Linked DNA regions of Gossypium hirsutum: region 1 is linked to region 2. Evidence: chromatin contacts called from public Hi-C data. All regions are on one chromosome and are shown on one strand. The core of a region is the stretch at or near the end of the contact, and the rest is flanking DNA. Distances in the headings are between cores, read along the strand shown.

What was found. Hi-C and Micro-C count contacts between places; a contact is called where the count stands out from the background.
Region 1: a contact with region 2 is called in a Hi-C map of leaf, with 2.1 times the contacts expected there. The contact joins two enhancer-like sites. A contact is called at or near these places in 10 of 34 Hi-C or Micro-C datasets (callus, fibers, leaf and 1 more).

Annotation. Positions count from the first base shown.
Region 1 is chrA05:70,354,504-70,359,349 of Gossypium_hirsutum_v2.1, reverse strand. No RefSeq gene overlaps it. Among protein-coding and RNA genes, the nearest start is that of LOC121229955, 22 kb to the right of the region's middle. Within about 2 kb of position 2,734, at least 4 of the 9 cell types and tissues checked have an H3K27ac peak or open chromatin away from gene starts, as enhancers often do. A contact at or near this core is called in fibers and leaf, where this site is marked.
Region 2 is chrA05:70,319,008-70,323,992 of Gossypium_hirsutum_v2.1, reverse strand. No RefSeq gene overlaps it. Among protein-coding and RNA genes, the nearest start is that of LOC121229955, 14 kb to the left of the region's middle. Within about 2 kb of position 3,187, at least 3 of the 9 cell types and tissues checked have an H3K27ac peak or open chromatin away from gene starts, as enhancers often do. A contact at or near this core is called in fibers and leaf, where this site is marked.

The DNA.
Region 1 (4,846 bases), core at 1,485-3,984, 36 kb before region 2:
GACGAGCCAAGAATAAATCGCTCGTACATCTTTGACGAGCCCGCCACTGTAAGAACACGTACGAACATGTAAGAGAACTCTCTTTCACCCTCGAGTAGCACACCACCGCTTCAACACTAGCCCCACCACAAACCGAGGAAACACTCAACACCCCAAAACTAGCATAAAATTTAAAAGAATAATAGGCAGACACATGAAATGAAAAAGTAAGAAAACAAATCGCTTGAATCTTTTCTACCAGGCGACATTCTTTTTTTTTTTTGATAAAAAGACCCAAGGGTCAACCTCAATTTATTGCATCATTTAAAACTAAATCATGGATATCCGAAGGATAATCTATATTAAAATCCATAGTACAATTCATAGTCATAGCCTAATTACAAAGGTAGTGAGCAACTTTATTACAACATCTAAGAGCCCAAATAAAATTGAAACAATAGAGCGAATCCAACATTTTATACAGCTGCTGAATGCGATGGCCTATTGTTGTTAAGTCGTCAATGGCCCATTGTTGTTAAAATGTCAATCCTTTTATTAAAGCAATTAACCATACTGACGCAATCAGATTCGAAAACCAGCTTTGACCAACCTTTTGACTGGGCATACTTGATACTTTCTTCAAATGCCTGTAGCTCAGCCCAATCAATTTGAACTTTTGCTACAATGCCCACCCGACCACCTATGACAAAACCATCATAATCCGTAGCCACAAGACCATACCTCATCTTCTGACCAACAATAGGAGCATCAAAATTAATTTTTATCTCCCCCTGTAAAGGCTTCCTCCAGGCTTTTTCCAACACCAGTCTAGGCAGCAAAGGTTTTTCCATCAAATTAAAAATATAGAAGTCGTGGCTCAATGATTGATCTCTCTCCCAAATCTTTTTGGAATCTTTCTCCACTCCTCAAAAGACCCGATTATTTCTACTATTCCAAACATTCCATAACACGGTGATCAAATCAGATATAGCCTTGTTATCTAGTAACTGAGCTGCATCTTCAATCCAGTCAATACACTGGGCATCATTTTCGTCAAGCAATTTATTGGTAAGACCACCATTTTCTAGCACTGAACGAGCCAAGGGGAAATTCTTTAAAGCATGAACCAAATCTTCCTTCTCATTACCGCATCTCAGACAAGAACTATTGAACTCACTTAGGATGCTTGAGATTTTCTCGTACGTTGGGAGAATGTCGTGACCCAATCTCCAACAGAAAATACAGATTTTGGGGAGAGTTTCTAGTTTCCACGTTAATCTCTAAGAAATCTGATGAGGGCCATACCCAACATGCTTGAGGGTCAACCACGAGTAAGCAGACTTAGATGAAAAGGATCTGTGAGGGTTACGGAAGTAAGACACGACCGTGCGACATGACTTTATGCCCCACACGCCCAAGGAACACGGGCGTGGGGCGAATGTTAGACGCGCCTAAATTTAAAAATCGCGAAACACATGGGCAAAAATTAGGGCACACGGGCGTGCCCATGGTGTTCTTCTCCCTTGGCTTGCTCCCCAAAGTGTTCAACAAAATTGCCTCATGATCAGACTTGGATTGGCGAACAATCATAGTACTGATAAAAGGCATATTACCAATAGTATCCTCAGAAATGAGGAATCTATCCAGTCTTTCCTTGAAAAGATTGGGACCCTATCTGTTATTGGACCACATGAACCAACCATTGTTAGTTTTAACATCTACAAGCACCAGTTCCTCCAAAATATCATAGAAGTCCTCCATAAAACCTCTAGGCTTTCTGCTGCCCCTGTCCTTCTCAGTATTGTTGAGGATGGCTTTGAAATCGCCTCCCACAACCTAAAATTATCTTTGGTGCCGACGCTACTGTACCAATGGGGGCCCAAAATTATCTTTGGTGCCCGACCCTCCTGCACATCCGATGCACCAAGGTGCCAGTGCTGCCCGATGCTCCCACATATCGAAGGAGCCGATGGTGCCCGATGGCCCCACACCACGGGATGGTACACGCTGTCGATGGTGTACAAGGCTACTGCACAACTGAGGGCCAAAGGTGCCCGAGGCTTTTGTTGGAAAAGGGGAGGGGCAGGGACAATTCATTCATTGTTGGACACTGAACATGCAATGGTATCCGAATTCTACCTTTGGGATTGGGGAGGGACCGAGATCATTTATTTATTATTGGGTACCGGACATGTAACAGTATTTGAATTCTACCTTTGGGATTGGGGAAGGACTCATTGCATCGTTTTGTATATCTCGAGATGGCTCGTCAGAGAATCGTCGGAGCATCACCGGGATGGATCGTCGGAGCACAGCCGAAAACCTAACCAGTGGTGGGGGGCACCGATGTCCGGACATGCGATGGGCATGGGCAGTGCCCTGGATAACCCCTGGTCGCTCAATACCACTTCCCCCCTAAAGAGGTAAAAAAACTTTGTTAATGTGCTACCAGTCGACATTCTTTTTTTTTTGAAAGAAAAACGACCCAAAGGTCTACCTCATTTTATTGCATCATGAATGATAAAGTTATGGATCTCCATCAGATAATCCATATCAAAGTACAAATCACATTTTTTCGTAACAGCTAATTTACACAAAAAAATCCGCAACAGTATTATTATGACGATTGATCCAATTAATTTGGACCGAATTAAAATTTTTAAAGGCTTAGCACTCTTGCCTAATGCAGTGGCCCAATATGGTAATAACCTGAGCCCGCTTATTGACCTTGTTGACCAGCATTGCACTGTCCGATTCCAAAAATAAGCTGGGTCACATTTAATTTTTTGGCCAGCTTTAATCCTTTAGTAAACGCCTTCAGCTCAGCCCAGCTAACATCCATAGCTTTAGGAATTCATTCCTGAACTTATAACAACCCCCCAGAACAAAACCATCTTATCTCTTGCGACTACACCAAAACCACTGCACCTATTCAAAATAGCAGCATCCATATTCACCTTGATATAGCCAGTCGGAGGGGTTTTCCAGCCCATATTCATCGGAGTCGGAGGGATAATCTGAGGCTCGGTGAAGTTAAAAATTCTAAAGTATTTACTAAGTGTTTGCGCCCTTTCCCATATCATCACCGCAGCATCCGTCTTACCTTTAAAGACCATATTATTTCTATCATTCCAACTGTTCCAGAGAAGAGTTAAGAAGTCAGTAGTAGCCTTGTTGTCAAGCTCTTGAAACACTTCTTCGAGCCAGTCGATACAGTCGGTGTAAACCCCTTCAAGTAATTTGTTGTTTAAAACCCCAGCAATAAGGATTTCACGAGCTTTTGGGCTGTCTTTCATCACGTGAATCAGCGTTTCATCTTTGCTTTGGCATCTCGAGCATATATTATTGAAACCCTGGAAAATATGAGCAATATTATCAAACGTTGGGAGTATGTTGTGACCTATTCTCAAGCTGAAAATTTTAATCTTTAGAAGCATCTTTAGTTTTCAAATGGTGCATCAAAAAAATCTATAGGGGCCGAAACCAACTTTCTTAAGAATCATCCAAGAATAAGCTGATTTGGAAGTGTAGATACCGTACGGGTTTTGAATCCACATCCTGGTATCTTTGATGCTATTATGAGGAATGGGCAAATTGCAAATGCAGTCCCCCAAATTATCACCAGCCTTTAAAAATTTTAATTCTGTCCAAATTAATTAGATCAATCGTAATAGTAATACTGCAACGGGTTATTTGTGTAAATTAGCTATTACGAATAAATTTAATTTGTTCTTTGATATGGATTATCCGTCGGATATCCATAATATTATCATTAAAGATACAATAAAATAAGGTAGACCTTTGGGTTGATTTTTTTTCAAAAAAAAATCTCGATCACCCTCTCCTTTTTCCACTGCCTGTTTCCGTGGTCCCACAAGTCTTTGACTTTTCTATCATTATTAGTAAAAGCAGACTGACAAGCCGACTCCCCTGTAATGCCTTCACCCCCCTAGTGGTCCCGTCTAAGATATATCATGTTGCCATCTCTTACTCGCCATATAAAGTCGTCCTTAAGCGTGTCAATCGCCTTGGCAATGCTCGCCCAAGTGAAGGATGGTTCATCGCACCATTCGCAACTGAACACGTCCCCATCCGGGAAATACTTTGCACTTAAGACCTTGTAACATAAATTGTCCTGTTGAGACATAAGCCGCCAAACCTGTCTCCCCAAGAGAGCCAAGTTGAAAAGGTGTAAGTTTTAAAAGCCTATGCCGCCCATACCCTTCAGGTAACACATTTTTTCCCACGCCATCATTTCCCACCCGCTAGCTTTGTCGTTATTAGTCCACCACATCCTTCCTATTTTTGAATGAAGTTTTTCATAATGCCTTTTGGAGCCAAAAAAACTGAAAATGCGCAGGTCGGAATAGCTTGAATAATCGCCTTGTTGAAGACCTCTTTCTCTCTGTATGAAAGCAAATGTTTCGACCAGCTCCTTACTCTGCATGTACACCGATTGATAATGTCACTAAATGCTAAAGATTTTTCCTACTAACAGGTAGTGGAAGCCCAAATAACTATCAAGCTTATCAACAGGATGCATGCCAAGCATAGAGCTAAAAAGATGCCTACGGTCCGCTGGGGTTTTTGGGCTAAACATAATCATAGACTTATCCTTATTAACCTCTTAGCCCGAAACCCTACTAAAACTTGAAATAATATTCACAATCTCCTCAACGTTCCTTTTTTTTTATTTTGAACAAAAAGAAGAGCGTAATCGGAAAAACAAAGGTGATTAATATGAGGCCCATTTGTGCTAGCCCAAATACCCTTAAGCATATTATTATTCTGAGCACGAATTAATAGATTTGAAAATGCTTCCATACAAAATAAAAAAAAGATAAGGAGAGAGAGGGTCCCCCTGTCT
Region 2 (4,985 bases), core at 1,938-4,437:
AATCCTTAAGTCTTTTATCTCTAGAATGAACACAAGTCATGGAATAGTCACACTTGCATAGTCCATCTCATGTTTCTTGATATCTTGAGTAGACTATGATATACAAATAAATATGACATCTCATATCAACTTATTTGAGCATGGCCATGCATTTCTAGTCTCACACAATCAAGTGGCCTAAAATATTACTCCCATTATGTAGGAGGGACTTATTCTATATTGATCAACCATATCCCTCTACATAGATTGTGGTATATCCAACATCAGCCTTTATAGAATAACCAAATACAGTGTACATTTGACTGTGTCAAAATATACAACTCACAATGTTAGGATAATGATGATCCCAAATCTAAGAATCATATACATATTACTCACTATGAGTAATGTTGTGACAATTACATAATAATCCAAGAAACATACTCATAGCGAGTCAATCCAATATGTTGTTCTCTAACACACATATTCATGCATTGATTTTGACAGTCCATATCAATGACAACTCTTTATCATCAATCAATTACATGTTAGTCTTAATGCATTATTGTTGTCCTAGTCAACACTAATACTTGACTAAGGATCTTTTAAGAGCAATCATATTATTCTCAGGACATTATTCTAAAATAGTTTATTTATACACATAGAAAAGAAACTGAAATAATAATGGAAATGCCTTATATTAATAAACATGGTAAATCAAGCATTATATTAATAAACATGGTAAATCAAGTATGTTATTACAACCATCTCATGATTGATCTTTGGGCATACTCTTACAAAAACCCTTCATTCCCTCATTCATCATCCCTCATCCATCATCATTCTTTCTTCTCTCTTAGTCCTCTTTAGCATTTTCCATTTCCCATGCCTAGCATCATCTCTTCATAAAGATTTTAGCAATTAAGCCTCTTAAAGAGCCCTTGGTCGACCACCTTGGAGAGCCATCAGCAAAGAGCAAAGCGAAGGAGTGAAGGAGCCTTGTCGTCAGAGTCTTGGGTAACAGCCACTCTGATTTGGGTTTAATCTTTCTTTTCTTTAATTTGATCTAAAAATGTTTGCTATGTGTTCTTTGTTCTTGTTTACAACAATGTTAGCTTAATTTTATATAAGCTATGATGATTGCTTTGATTAAATAATATTTATTTGATTCATGTTTATGAAGTTTGTGCCTCAATCAATCATGTTTTCAATTAAAATCAAGTCTTTATTTTGTTCATACGTGATTGAAATGCACCTGAATTAGCTGAGGGATCCTAACCAGACAACGGCTAGTGGACGCATAACTGAAATGTGCATTCTCAATTTAGATCCTAACCCTATTAAATTGCAAGTTGCATAACAACTCTAAACAAGCTCTGTTATCTGCATAGTTTTTTGGATTTGTGTGATTAAACTGTTTCAAACCTAACACGTCCCTGTTACCTCACATGAATGCTAAAAAACCCTTAGTAAATAAGGATCAGTAAAATACGTATTTACTAAGTAAAGGATTCCGAAAGGACCTAATGTGGTTTCCAAACTCATGAAAGATTGAGTTGCCATGGAATGTTTTTTCCGAATGTTATTAAGCATGTTGATAATAAATTGAGTTTAATTAAAGTAATTGTCCTAGTTTATTTATGTTATAATTGTTGCAAATTGTGTTTAATTTTGCTAAAATATATTTCATTCATATAGTTTGCATACTTAGGATAACTTGCATTAAGGATCATTTCATTTAGTTTAATATATTCAATTTTAATCATCACTTCTCAACCATAGTGTGTTTTTATTTACCAAGTTGTTAGTATAATTTTGCAACTAAGTGATTTAACACAAATACAATCCCTATGGAGACGATAACTTGATATTTACTTATTACTTGATAATGACTGTGTACACTTGCACAAACCTACGCGTTATACTTTGCTAGACGAAAAACATGACGAACCAGGCGACATTCTTTTTTTTTTTAAAAAGAAAAACGACCCAAAGGTCAACATTATCTTATTACTTCTCGAATAATCATGTTATGGATATCCAACGAATAATCTATATCAAAATACAAATCAACTCTATTTTTAATGGCTAAATTACAAAATAAATTAGCTACATTATTGCTATTGCAATTAATCCAATTAATATGGACCGAAGCAAACATATTAAAAGCTTTACAATCCTGCTTAATGCGCTGACCCAGAATAGTAACATCTGGTGTCCTTTTTTTGACTGTATTGACCAGCATAGCACTGTCAGATTCCAAAATTAGCCGAGCCGCATTTAACCAGACAACCAACTTTAATCCTTCATTAAAAGCTTCCAACTCCGCCCAACTAACATCCATTAACTTTTCAACAAATTTATAGCAGCCCCCAAGGACAAATCCATCCTGATCTCTCGTGATGGTGCTGAATCCACTGCTTACATTCGAAATAGATGCATCCATATTCACCTTGACATAGCCAGTTGGGGGGTTTTTTCCAACCCTTGTTCGCTGGAGTAGGGGGAATGATCGATAGTTCTGTCAGGTTGAAGATTCTAAAGTCTTTGCTTAATGTTTGCGCCCTTTCCCAAACTGTCAACACTACATTCATCTTGCTTTTAAACACCATATTATTTCTATCATTCCAGCTATTCCAGAGAAGAGTTAAAAAATTAGTTGCATCTTTGTTTTCAAGTTCACGAAAAACATCTTCCAGCCAAGCGATACAATTGATGTAGTCCCTGTCGATCAGCCTGTTATTTAACCCTTCTGTAATAAGAATTTCACAGGCCTTTGGGTAGTCTTTCATTGCATGAATCAGCGTTTCTTCTTTGTTATTGCATCTCGGAGAGGTATTTGTGAACCCCTGGTGAATTCGAGCGATATTGTCGATAGTGGGGAGGATATTATGGCCGATCCTCCAGTTGAAGTTTTTAATCTTTGGGAGCATCTTGAGTTTCCAAATGGCGCACCAAAAAAATCTGTAGGGGTCAAAACCAATTTTCTTCAAGATCAACCATGAATAAGCAGATTTAAACGTGTAGAAACCATGCGGGTTTTGAATCCACGTCCTGGTATCTTTAACATTATTATGGAAAATGGATAAATTGCAAATGCAGTCCTTCAAATATTCACCATAAATCTCAATAACCCTCTCCCTTTTCCGCCACCTATCATTGTGGTCCCAAAGATCTTTGACTTTTCTTTCATCATTAGTAAAAATGGACTGACAAACCAACTCACCTTTAATGCCTTCAACCCCCGAATGGTCCTACCTAATATCAATCGTGACACCATCACCCACTTGCCATATAAAGCCATCTTTTAACACTTCAGGTGCCTTAGCAATACTCGCCCAAGTGAAAGATGGTTTATTACACTATTTTTATCTGAACACGTCACCATCTAAGAAATATTTGGCACTTAACACATTAAAACATAAAGTATCCTTTTGAGTCATAAGTCTCCAAACCTGTCTGCCTAATAACGCCAAGTTAAACAAATGTAAATCTCGAAAACCCATGCCTCCCATCCCTTTGGATAACATAGCCTATTCCAAGCCATCATAGCCCAGCCACGAGTCTTCTCATTATTAGTCCACCACATCCGACCCATTTGTGAATGAAGGTCCTCAATAATGCCTTTTGGGGCTAGAAAGACTGAGAAAGCATAAGTCAGAATAGCCTGAATAATGGCTTTGATGAAGACCTCTTTCCCTCCGTAAGATAGCAAGCGTTTTGACCAACTGTTTATTCTGCTATTGCACCTATTAATAATGTTAGGAAAAGCTAATGATTTTTTTCTACTAGCAGGTAATGCTAACCCTAGGTAACTATCTAACTTATCAACAATACGCATGACAAGCATAGAACTAAATAGTTGCCTTTGGGCCAACGGGGTTTTTGGGCTAAACTTAATCATAGATTTCTCCGTGTTAACCTCTTGGCCCAAATTACAATTAAAAATTGCAATAATATTTACAATTTCCTCTACATCCTTTTTTTATTATGAATAAAAAGGAGTGCATCATCGACCAAAAAAAGGTGATTAATATGAGGCCCATTTATGCTAGCCCAAATTCCCTTAAGCATATTGTTTTTTTAGCACGAATTAACAGCTTTGAAAACGCTTCCATGCAAAATAAAAATAGGTAAGGAGAGAGAGGATCCCCCTGTCTGAGGTCCCTTTCTGACACAATCATCTCGAATAGGGTAGAATTGCATTTTACAACATAACGGACCGATCGAATGCATCTCATTATTTTAGTCACTCAATCATTTGCGTAGCCTATTTTTTTCATCACCTTTTCGATAAAAGTCCACCCCACCTGATCGTATGCTTTGCTCATGTTGAGCATAATTACGAATCCTTTGTCAGGTCCATTCTTTGCACTTTGGAGATAATGGACTAGCTCATGGGCAATTAAAATGTTGTCGTGAATCATCCTCCCCAGAACAAAGGCTTCTGATTTTGGCTAATGCATAACAGGAGTGTCTCCTTCAAATGATTTGCTAGCACTTTGGCCACAATTTTGTACACCACCCTACAAAGACTGATCAGCCTAAAATTAGTCATATCTATAGGCTCTTTAATTTTAAAAATTAGAACAATAATAGTATCATTTAAACAATCCATATTTTTTGCACCCTTAAGAATATCATGACACAACTTAATAATATCCTCCCCTACCACTTCACAGTTTTCTCTAAAAAAATTCCCTGACAAACTGTCAATTCCTGGGGATTTCCTAGGATCCATTTGACTGAAAGCTTCATTAATTTCGTTATCTATAAAATTCTTCAACAGTCTGTCATTTACCTCCCATGAAATAAATCTCTCTATATAGTCAAGGTTTAGCACAGTATTACAATTTAAATTTGACTTGAATAAATTTTGAAAATACTCTCTGGCCGCTTTGCATATATCCACTGTGTTATCTCTCTAGTATCTATTCATATCTTTAAGTCTAGCAATGTTGTTTTTTTTTCTTTCTGTTCGTGGCTCTAACGTGAAAAAACCAGGT